3 separate regions of the Macaca mulatta genome follow, and regions 2 and 3 are each linked to region 1. A link is a contact called in public Hi-C data. All regions are on one chromosome and are shown on one strand. The core of a region is the stretch at or near the end of the contact, and the rest is flanking DNA. Distances in the headings are between cores, read along the strand shown.

What was found. A called contact is a pair of places that touch in the nucleus more often than the background predicts.
Region 2: a contact with region 1 is called in a Hi-C map of fetal cortex germinal zone, with 1.8 times the contacts expected there. The contact joins the promoter of OGG1 here to the promoter of TADA3 in region 1. A contact is called at or near these places in 2 of 14 Hi-C or Micro-C datasets (blood and fetal cortex germinal zone).
Region 3: a contact with region 1 is called in a Hi-C map of CD4 T cells, with 2.2 times the contacts expected there. The contact joins the promoter of BRPF1 here to the promoter of TADA3 in region 1. A contact is called at or near these places in 2 of 14 Hi-C or Micro-C datasets (CD4 T cells and liver).

What each region holds. Positions count from the first base shown.
Region 1 is chr2:148,577,647-148,580,346 of T2T-MMU8v2.0, forward strand. TADA3 (transcriptional adaptor 3) reads right to left here and starts at 1,358. Exons shown (of 9, transcript NM_001266137.1): 1 at 1,111-1,358; 2 at 159-392. The coding sequence starts at 365. ARPC4 (actin related protein 2/3 complex subunit 4) reads left to right here and starts at 1,411. Exons shown (of 6, transcript XM_028844403.2): 1 at 1,411-1,454.
Region 2 is chr2:148,533,393-148,536,092 of T2T-MMU8v2.0, forward strand. It overlaps OGG1 (8-oxoguanine DNA glycosylase), which reads left to right and starts at 1,340. Exons shown (of 7, transcript NM_001434454.1): 1 at 1,340-1,817; 2 at 2,336-2,583. The coding sequence starts at 1,681.
Region 3 is chr2:148,515,218-148,517,917 of T2T-MMU8v2.0, forward strand. BRPF1 (bromodomain and PHD finger containing 1) reads left to right here and starts at 1,412. Exons shown (of 13, transcript XM_077993359.1): 1 at 1,412-1,837.

The DNA of each region.
Region 1 (2,700 bases), core at 108-2,607:
TTGTGTATTTTTTGTGTCATGCAAACCCAGTTTGGGTCTCTCTCCCTCTCCCCATAAACCCCTGTATCCCAGGTTTCAGCATATGGAGCTAACTCAATGACCCATCCCATAACTTGTTGCAGTCCATCTCTGGTGATGGCCCCTCTCTGGGGTATCACCTGGGTTTCGGCCTCAAGCACACGCAGGCGCCGGCTGGCAGAAGACAGCAGGGTCTCAAGCTCCAGCTGCAGGGTGTCCAGCTCCTCGATGCCGATGCCATCATCCTCGGATCGCGCCAGCACTGCCGTGTAGCGGGGACAGACCTTCAGGTGATCCACAGACTTGAAGTCATGGAACTGCAAGGGGCAGTCTTTCAACTCACTCATGGCCCAGGATATGGGGATCCTGTGGGGCTGGAGAGGACAGGGCCATTGATGGGAGACAAAGGGGTCTGAGAAAAGCCCAAGGGCTTCTTACCTCCAGGGACAGTCTCAAGCAAGCCAGGCTTCAGTCCCTTACTGACAAAATTGATGGCACAGTTCCTACTCACAGGGCACTTAACTGTGTACCAAGCTAGGCGCAAAGCACTTTATCAGCTTATCTCACTTAATTTCTCACTCAGCACCATGAACAAGGACCGTTGTGATCTCTTTACAGAGAAAGAAACTGAGACTCTGTAAGGGTGGGTATGTGCCTATGCTTCCAAGATGCAATTTGAACCCCGCTATATTGAGTCTGCACCCCTGATCACCATGCTATATTACTATGCATTGCCTTGCCTTTCTGATGCTCTTTCCTTCCCTTCTATTTCTCTTGGGTTCTGCTAAGACTTTGAGTTCCAAGCACCCCATTCTTACCATGTTCTCTGGGACTCTTGGCCTCTTTTCTTATCCTACTCCACCTTTCTCCCTTCTCTAGTCACTAATAGTGGTTTAGAACGTGGGCTGGTAAGCCAGACAGACCCGGGTTCAAGTCCAGGCTTTACCATTCTCTACTTATGTGCCCCGAACATGTTGTTTAACCTTTTTGAGTCTCAGTTTTTCCATCTGTAAAATGGGAACAAAAGAAGTCTCGGTCTGTTTCCCCATTAAAAGTCTGAATCTGAAAAATGGGGATAACAACGGTACCTACCTCCCTGGGATGTTCTGAGGATTAAGAGATGATGCCCGTCAAGAGCCCAGTTCAGTGTCTGGCACAGAAATGGGACTATTTAATGGCTGGCCCCGCCCGGGGGTCGTCCAAATGTCCCGCCTTCAGAGTCCTCGTTCTCTAGGGACACCCTAGCGCGACCCCCGCCCCCTCTACCTCCTCACTGCGGCCTCCTACGGCCCCAGGGCCGCGGGAGGGGGCGGGGAGTTCCGGTCGACGGGAGCAACCGCCCCGGAACTGGCTATGGGCGGGCCCCTTGCAGTTGACGCGGGGGCGGGGAGTCAGCGAGGGCGAGCCTACTGAAGTTTGCCGGGGGTGGGGAGAAGGTGGGCCTCGAGCAAGCCCGCTAGAGGTGGGGTGCGGGTGGTTGGCCTCAGGCGCGCCCCAGGGCATAGCCCGGGGCGGGAGGCGGGAGGCGGGGCTTGGCGGCGGAGATCTCGGCGCTGCAGTTAGCGCCGCTGAGCCCCAGGAGCTGCGGGTAGGAGGGGCGAGAGAAAGGATGGGGGCACAGAACCGGAAGAAACGAAGGGCTCCTCCGCTTCAGCTTGTCCTAATTTGGTGCCCAATCTGAAGCTGGGCTGTACCATTGCATACCTGGGGGGAGGCTGTGGCAAAGGTAACAAGAAGGCCGAAGGCACAAAGGGGAGCTGCTCCCATTCCTGGAGAAGCTTAAGTAGTGACTCGAGTGCAAGAGTTTAAAGATACCGAGACAGCCCTAGGTGGAAAACTTCCGGAAGGGCCAAGCGTTCGCAAGGGTTCCCTATCCCGCTCAGAGCATAGATGGTACCATCCGGAAGTCCGGGCGGAGACAGAGGCTGCGCTTCTCGCGAAAGGGCAGGCATCGCGGGGCTGGCCACTTCCGTACTTCCGCTTTCCGGCCCAGCCAGCGCCCGCGATGGTGAGAGAGCCGGGCCCCCGGCCAGGGACCCCCAGCTGTTCAGCCTCAGGGCAGTGGGTCGGTGGGAGATGTGGCTTTGCCGCAGGGGCGCGGGGCTGAGGGATGCCCGGGGGTTGTGGGGACACCATGAGGGTGGGAGAAAGAGGGCGGGGGCCCGAGGTGAGGAAGGGGCGAGTAGGGGTACTCCCTGGTTTGAAGCGGGCCTTGCGGCTTCGTGATCAGCCTTCCAAGCAGGTAGGGGCTTTTACTGAGCCCTGGAGGAAGCTGGAAGTGGGGCTTCCTAGGCTCTTTGGAGCGTTTCGAGGGTACGTAGTCGGCCTCTTAGCCCGTCGAAGGGCCGCTGAGGCATGTAGCGGGTCCATCTGCCTGTCCACAGTAGAGCTTCACTAAATACGCCCTTTGTCTTCTGCCTTCCTGACCCTACAGTTGCTTAAGGCAGGCGGCCACACTTCCTTATCCCACTCTTGGTACCTCCAGCCCTGCTTCCACCCCACTGGAGGATCTCTCGTGTTGCTTCCATTCAGGCCCCTCCTGGTCAGAACTGAACTGTGTCAGCCCTAGTGTTTGTTAGCTGTGATACTGCTCATCCCTCCCTTCCTGAAAGTCCTCCCTTTTTCATACATGTGGGTATTCTTGGGAGTTGTGACTTTGGATGACCACCTCCCTCATCGTCA
Region 2 (2,700 bases), core at 90-2,589, 44 kb before region 1:
CAAGTGCTAGGCGCCTGTGGGGTGGCATGCCTACAGATAGGAACAGTCACAGGAAAAAGGGGCGGCCCAGAGCTTGCAGCCACTGAGGAGTGGCACTGACACAATGATGGCATTGGTCTGATGTTGATTCCATGCTCACGGTACACTCTGCTAGGTCTCTGGCTGGGATATAAGGGTCAATCCGCTGCAGATGTTGCTCTTTAAGAACTTGCAGTCTGGGCAGGGTGCAGTGGCTCACGCCTGTAATCCCAACACTTCAAGAGGCCGAGGCGGCTAGATCACGAGGTCAAGAGATCGAGACCATCCTGGCCAAGATGTGAAACCCCATCTCTACTAAAAATACAAAAATTAGCTGGGCGTGGTGGTGCACGCCTGTAGTCCCAGCAACTTGGGAGGCTGAAGCAGGAGAATCGCTTGAACCCGGGAGGCGGAGGTTGCAGTGAGCCCAGATCGCACCATCACACTCCAGCCCGGGCGACAGGGTGAGACTCCGTCTCAAAAAAAAACCTGCAGCCTGACAGTTAAGATACAGCAACCCCAAATCCCTATGCTAGAAGGTGAGAATGGCCCAGTAAAGTTCGTATCTCTTAGCTCCCTGCTTTTTCACATCATTCGCCAGAAGGGAAGACATTACATAATCCATCCTCCTGCTCCAGGCGGCTGGACGAGGCTGGCTGCCTCAGGGCCATACACTGGGACTTGGACTCAACCTGATGGGCTTCTGGGCCCAGCCCCAGACAAACCCCCGGCACAGGCCCTATTCTGAGGAAAGCATGAGCAGATGGAGTATGGAAGGAATGAATGCCCAAAACTGCAGGCAGCAGCTGTGGCGGCCGGCGGGACAATCCGAGGAGACGCCTCTGAAGTCCTGAGGTCTCAGAGGACGCCTAAAGGTCTTGAAGGGGACAAACTTAGCGGGCGGGCGCAAAAGAGAATACTCTGGAGACACTTCCCGAGGGCTCTAGGGCCTGAGCTGTGCTCGCTCCAGTTCTTGGTGAAGATAGGGTTCGTGGGAGGCGGCCCAAGGAGGGCGAACGCCTAAGACTGGAAAGGCTCAGGGGAGAACGGCTCTCGGAGGACAGGCTGGGAAAGGACGTGGCTCTGAAGACGGACAGCCCTGAGGAACCGCGGGGCGCCCGGATGGAACTCGTTAGCCCGGATGGAACTCGTTAGTGCAGACAATCCCGGTGGGGGAAAGGCCAACAGCGGGCAGACAGCCCAGTGCGCGCCAACAGCGCGGGCGCCTCGGAACGGCCCGCCCACCCTGATTTCTCATTGGCGCCTCCCACTTCCTCCTCGGATTGGCTACCTCTAGGTCAAATACGCAGTGCTTGAGCACTACTTCCGGTGGTGGCGTGGTCGGCCACTGGAGAACTCAGAAGAACACAGCTGTGCGCGCCCAGAGGCTCGGGGGGCGGGAGAGGATAAGTCGGAAGGAGGAGGCGGGACCTACACCTCAGGAAAGCCGGAGGATTGGGGCACGAAGCGGGGCTTTGATGACCCGCAAAGGGCGAGGCATGCAGGAGGTGGAGGAATTAAGTGAAACGAGGAAGGTCGTTAATCAGGACCCTGTGGGCTAGGCCTTAAGGGGCATGGTCCTTGTCTGGGCGGGGTCTTTGGGCGCCGACTAGGCCTGGTTCTGGGTGGGCGGGGCTGCTGTGGGCGGCTCCTGCTGTGGAAATGCCGGCCCGCGCGCTTCTGCCCAGGCGCATGGGGCATCGTACTCTAGCCTCCGCTCCTGCCCTGTGGGCCTCTATCCCGTGCCCTCGCTCTGAGCTGCGCCTGGACCTGGTTCTGCCTTCTGGACAGTCCTTCCGGTGAGTGACTGCGCCTGGGAAGCCCGTCCCCTGGGACTGGCTCCTGCAGCCTCAGCACTGCCCGGCATGGGGTACAAAGGAATTTGGGGGGTGATGGAAGAAACCCCGGGGTACAAAAGAGGAAACAAGCACGGGTGGCCAGGCTGTTCCCTTTAATATGTCTGTGCAGTGATATTGTAAGGATTTAGCGGTATAACCGATGCAGAAGATAACAGTACTTGTTTTTCTTTTTTTGAGACAGTGTCTCACTCTATTGCTCAGGTAGGAATGCAGAGGCCCATTCCAGCCTCGACCCCCGGGCGCAGCCTCCCGAGTAGCTGGGAATACAGGTGTGTGCCATGCCCGGCTAAATTTTTGTATTTTTTGTAGAGGTGAGGTTTCACCATGTTGCCCAGACTGGAAGATAGCACTTTTACTTGTATCAGTTTTGTACATGGAGCGATTGTAGGATGGGAGGGACCCCAAAGGGTGCAAGAAAGGAAATTGAGTGCCAGGGTTGTCGTGTGCCTGGGGCTTAGGTGGAGGGAGCAAAGTCCTGCACACTGGAGTGGTGTACTAGCGGATCAAGTATGGACACTGACTCAGACTGAGGAGCAGCTCCACTGCACTGTGTACCGAGGAGACAAGAGCCAGCCTGGCAGGCCCACACCAGACGAGCTGGAGGCCGTGCGCAAGTACTTCCAGCTAGATGTCACCCTGGCTCAACTGTATCACCACTGGGGTTCTGTGGACTCCCACTTCCAAGAGGTGGCTCAGAAATTCCAAGGTGAGTACAGGACCTGGGCTGGGGTTAGGGTTCTTGGACATAAGTTACTTCTCTATGACTCAGTTTTACCACCTGTAAAATGGGGATTATATCTACTTCATAGGCTTTTATGAAGAT
Region 3 (2,700 bases), core at 162-2,661, 62 kb before region 1:
GATTTACAAGCATCACCTCATTTAATTCTCACAACTACTCTGTGAGAACAGGTACTATATATTATTCCCACTTTACACATAAGGAAACTGAGGCTCTGAGAGGATGAATCATTTGTTTAAGAGAATTCATCAGTTTGACTTCAGATTCCAAGATCTTAATCAGCAAACCTCTTCCTGGCATGTCGATTTTATTGGGATGGTTTTTAGAAAACAGACATTTTAGTGGGTCAAATGCAAAGTTTGCATTAAGATAAGAGAGAAGCTTTCAGATGCTTTGGACTTTGTCGCAGAACCCTAGAAGACCCTTTCACGCTCCTCTTTGATGACAAAACTGGAGTATTATTTAAGGATGTCTCCCCTGCCATCCAAGTTCTCTGAAACCCTCAAGAGCTAGCAATAGAATTTTCGAGCTCTGTTTTACAAATAAGGAACTTGAAGAACTGAACTTGCCCACGTTCACATTGCTAGGAGGTGGCCCACTCACATTAAATCAGCTGTTTTGGCACCATCTTCCAACCAGCAACCCGCAGCACATCCGTGCCAACCCACAGAGTTCCCGCCGCTTTACCAGACACAAGCCCTTTCACACCCACCGGCCCCAAACCAGCCCCTTCTCTCAGACCCATACCTTTTCTCTAGCACCTCTCCTTTACTTTTTCCGAGTTTCTTCCCTTTCCTTCTGTCACGCCCCGTTATCCCTAATCGGTCCCGCCCTTTCCACACAGCTCCGCCCGCTGCCTTCCCAAGCCTCGCCTACTCCCTTCAGCCTCGCGTCGTTTTTTCCAACTCTGTTCTTTATTTCTAGTCCAGCTCCACTTTCCAGACTCGTCCAAAGCTCCGCCCTTTCTCTCATGAGTACTCCTCTTCTGTTTAACCCCACTTTTTACCTCGCTATTCTAACAGGGCCCCCGCTGTACAGTAGCCCCGCCCCCTCCTCACAAGCCCCGCCCCACAGACCCGTCTAATTTCCAGCCCCGCCCCGGTCCTACCCACAACTCCCGGTCCCTTAGGCTCCAGCTCCCATCCCTCTTGCTCCCGGCCCTGCCCCCAGTCCCGCCCCGTGACTCTGGCCCCGCCTCACCGCCTTCCTCCGAGACCAAGGCCAGGTCCCTCCCGCAGCCGCGGCGCCAGCAGGAGGCAGGGAGCGGAGAGGGAGGAGGCAGAGGGGGAGGGGAGAAGGGCGGGCTCCTCACCCCCAGCCCCGCGCTCACCGTCCGTGGCTGCAGATTCGCCACAAACCGCCCGACGACCCCGGATCCCGAATACGGTGACTTCAGTCTCCAGAAACTCCACTCTAAAATGAGAGAGCTAGAGAAGCCCTGTGGGGCGTCCAGGGTCCTTTCTGAATCCCAGAGAACGGTCTTTCGAGCCTCAGCAGGCGGGCGGGGATCCGTGGCGAAAGTGCAACTCAGCAGCGCCGCGGAGCCACGTTTACCCTGCGCAGACGCCGTCGCCGCCGCTGCTGCCGCCGCCGCTGCCACAGCCTTTGCCGCCACGGTCTCCGCCGCCGCTGTCCTCGCGCTGCCTCTGGGAGCCTCCATTGTTCCAGCGGCGCCCGGTCCCGAGACCGGGCATCCTAAGGGCTCGCGAAACGGGCGGCTGCCGACGGAGTTGAGACCCCAGGGCGCCGGCGGGACCGGGAGCGGCAGGGGTCAGCGCAAGAATCCCGGGGAGCCGGGACCAAAGCGTGGGGCGGCAGGGGGCCGAGGTGGCGAGGTCTAAGGTCTCCGGAGTTGGGGCTCCCCCTTCCCGGCCCGACTTTCCCCGCCGGCCTCCCCAAGTGGGGTCGGAGCCCCGGCGGGCGCCCCCGGCGATGAGCCCGGACTCGAGGTGGCCGGTGAGTGCGGGCCTGGGACCAGGGCGGGAGTGGCCGGCAGGGAAGGGGTAGGCTACGTTCGTGGGGCGCGCACTGAGCCGCGTGGCCCGGGAGCCTCTCTGGCAACTCCAGCTGGGAGAACTGACAGTGCATTGCTTCCCAGCAGGCATCCCGGGGCAACAGTATGTCTTTCGGGGCTGCTCTGGCCAGTGGCAGGAGGGGAGCCTTGTTTCACTTGTTACACTTCCACAAAGGGGAAACGCCGCCGCATCCGGAGAGTGGGCTGCGGGCACTGCCGGGGCCCAGCCCTATCCCTCCGGCCCCCGCCCCCTACTTCCTCCAGCCCCCTGAGCTTCTGGGGCAGATGCAGCCGCCATTCTCCTTGGGCCCTCCCCACGGGCTTTCTGGTCACAGTTCTCGTCTCCGTCGCCTGTGCCTCTGCTGCCGGGTTCCAAGGGGAGATTGCCGGATTCACTGTGCTGCTTTGGGAGCCATTCACCCGGGACCCAGCTTGGAAAGAGGAGAGCTTGTTTGTGCTTCGGTTGGTTTGTGTTTAAAGACACAGCCGCAGGTAGGAAGTAGAAGAGAGTTGCAGTTGGACGTGTAGCGTTACTGATGTGATAGTCAGGAGCTGTTGACAGAAGAGCTGGAGCAGCCCACTTGCCTGGTTAAGGCACAGGTGGAGAGGCCAAGAGGGGTTATTTTGTCAGGGAGCTCATGATAGCCCTGCCCTGCTGGGATGGTGCCAAGCCCCTAGCTGAATTGTTGAACTCAACTAGGCCGAGAGAAATTGGGGCAGTCTCTGACCAAGCTGGGCTTCCTGAGGCCTGGTGCCATCTGCTGTCTACACTCACCCAGGAATGTTGGGGAGGGGGAAGGGAGGG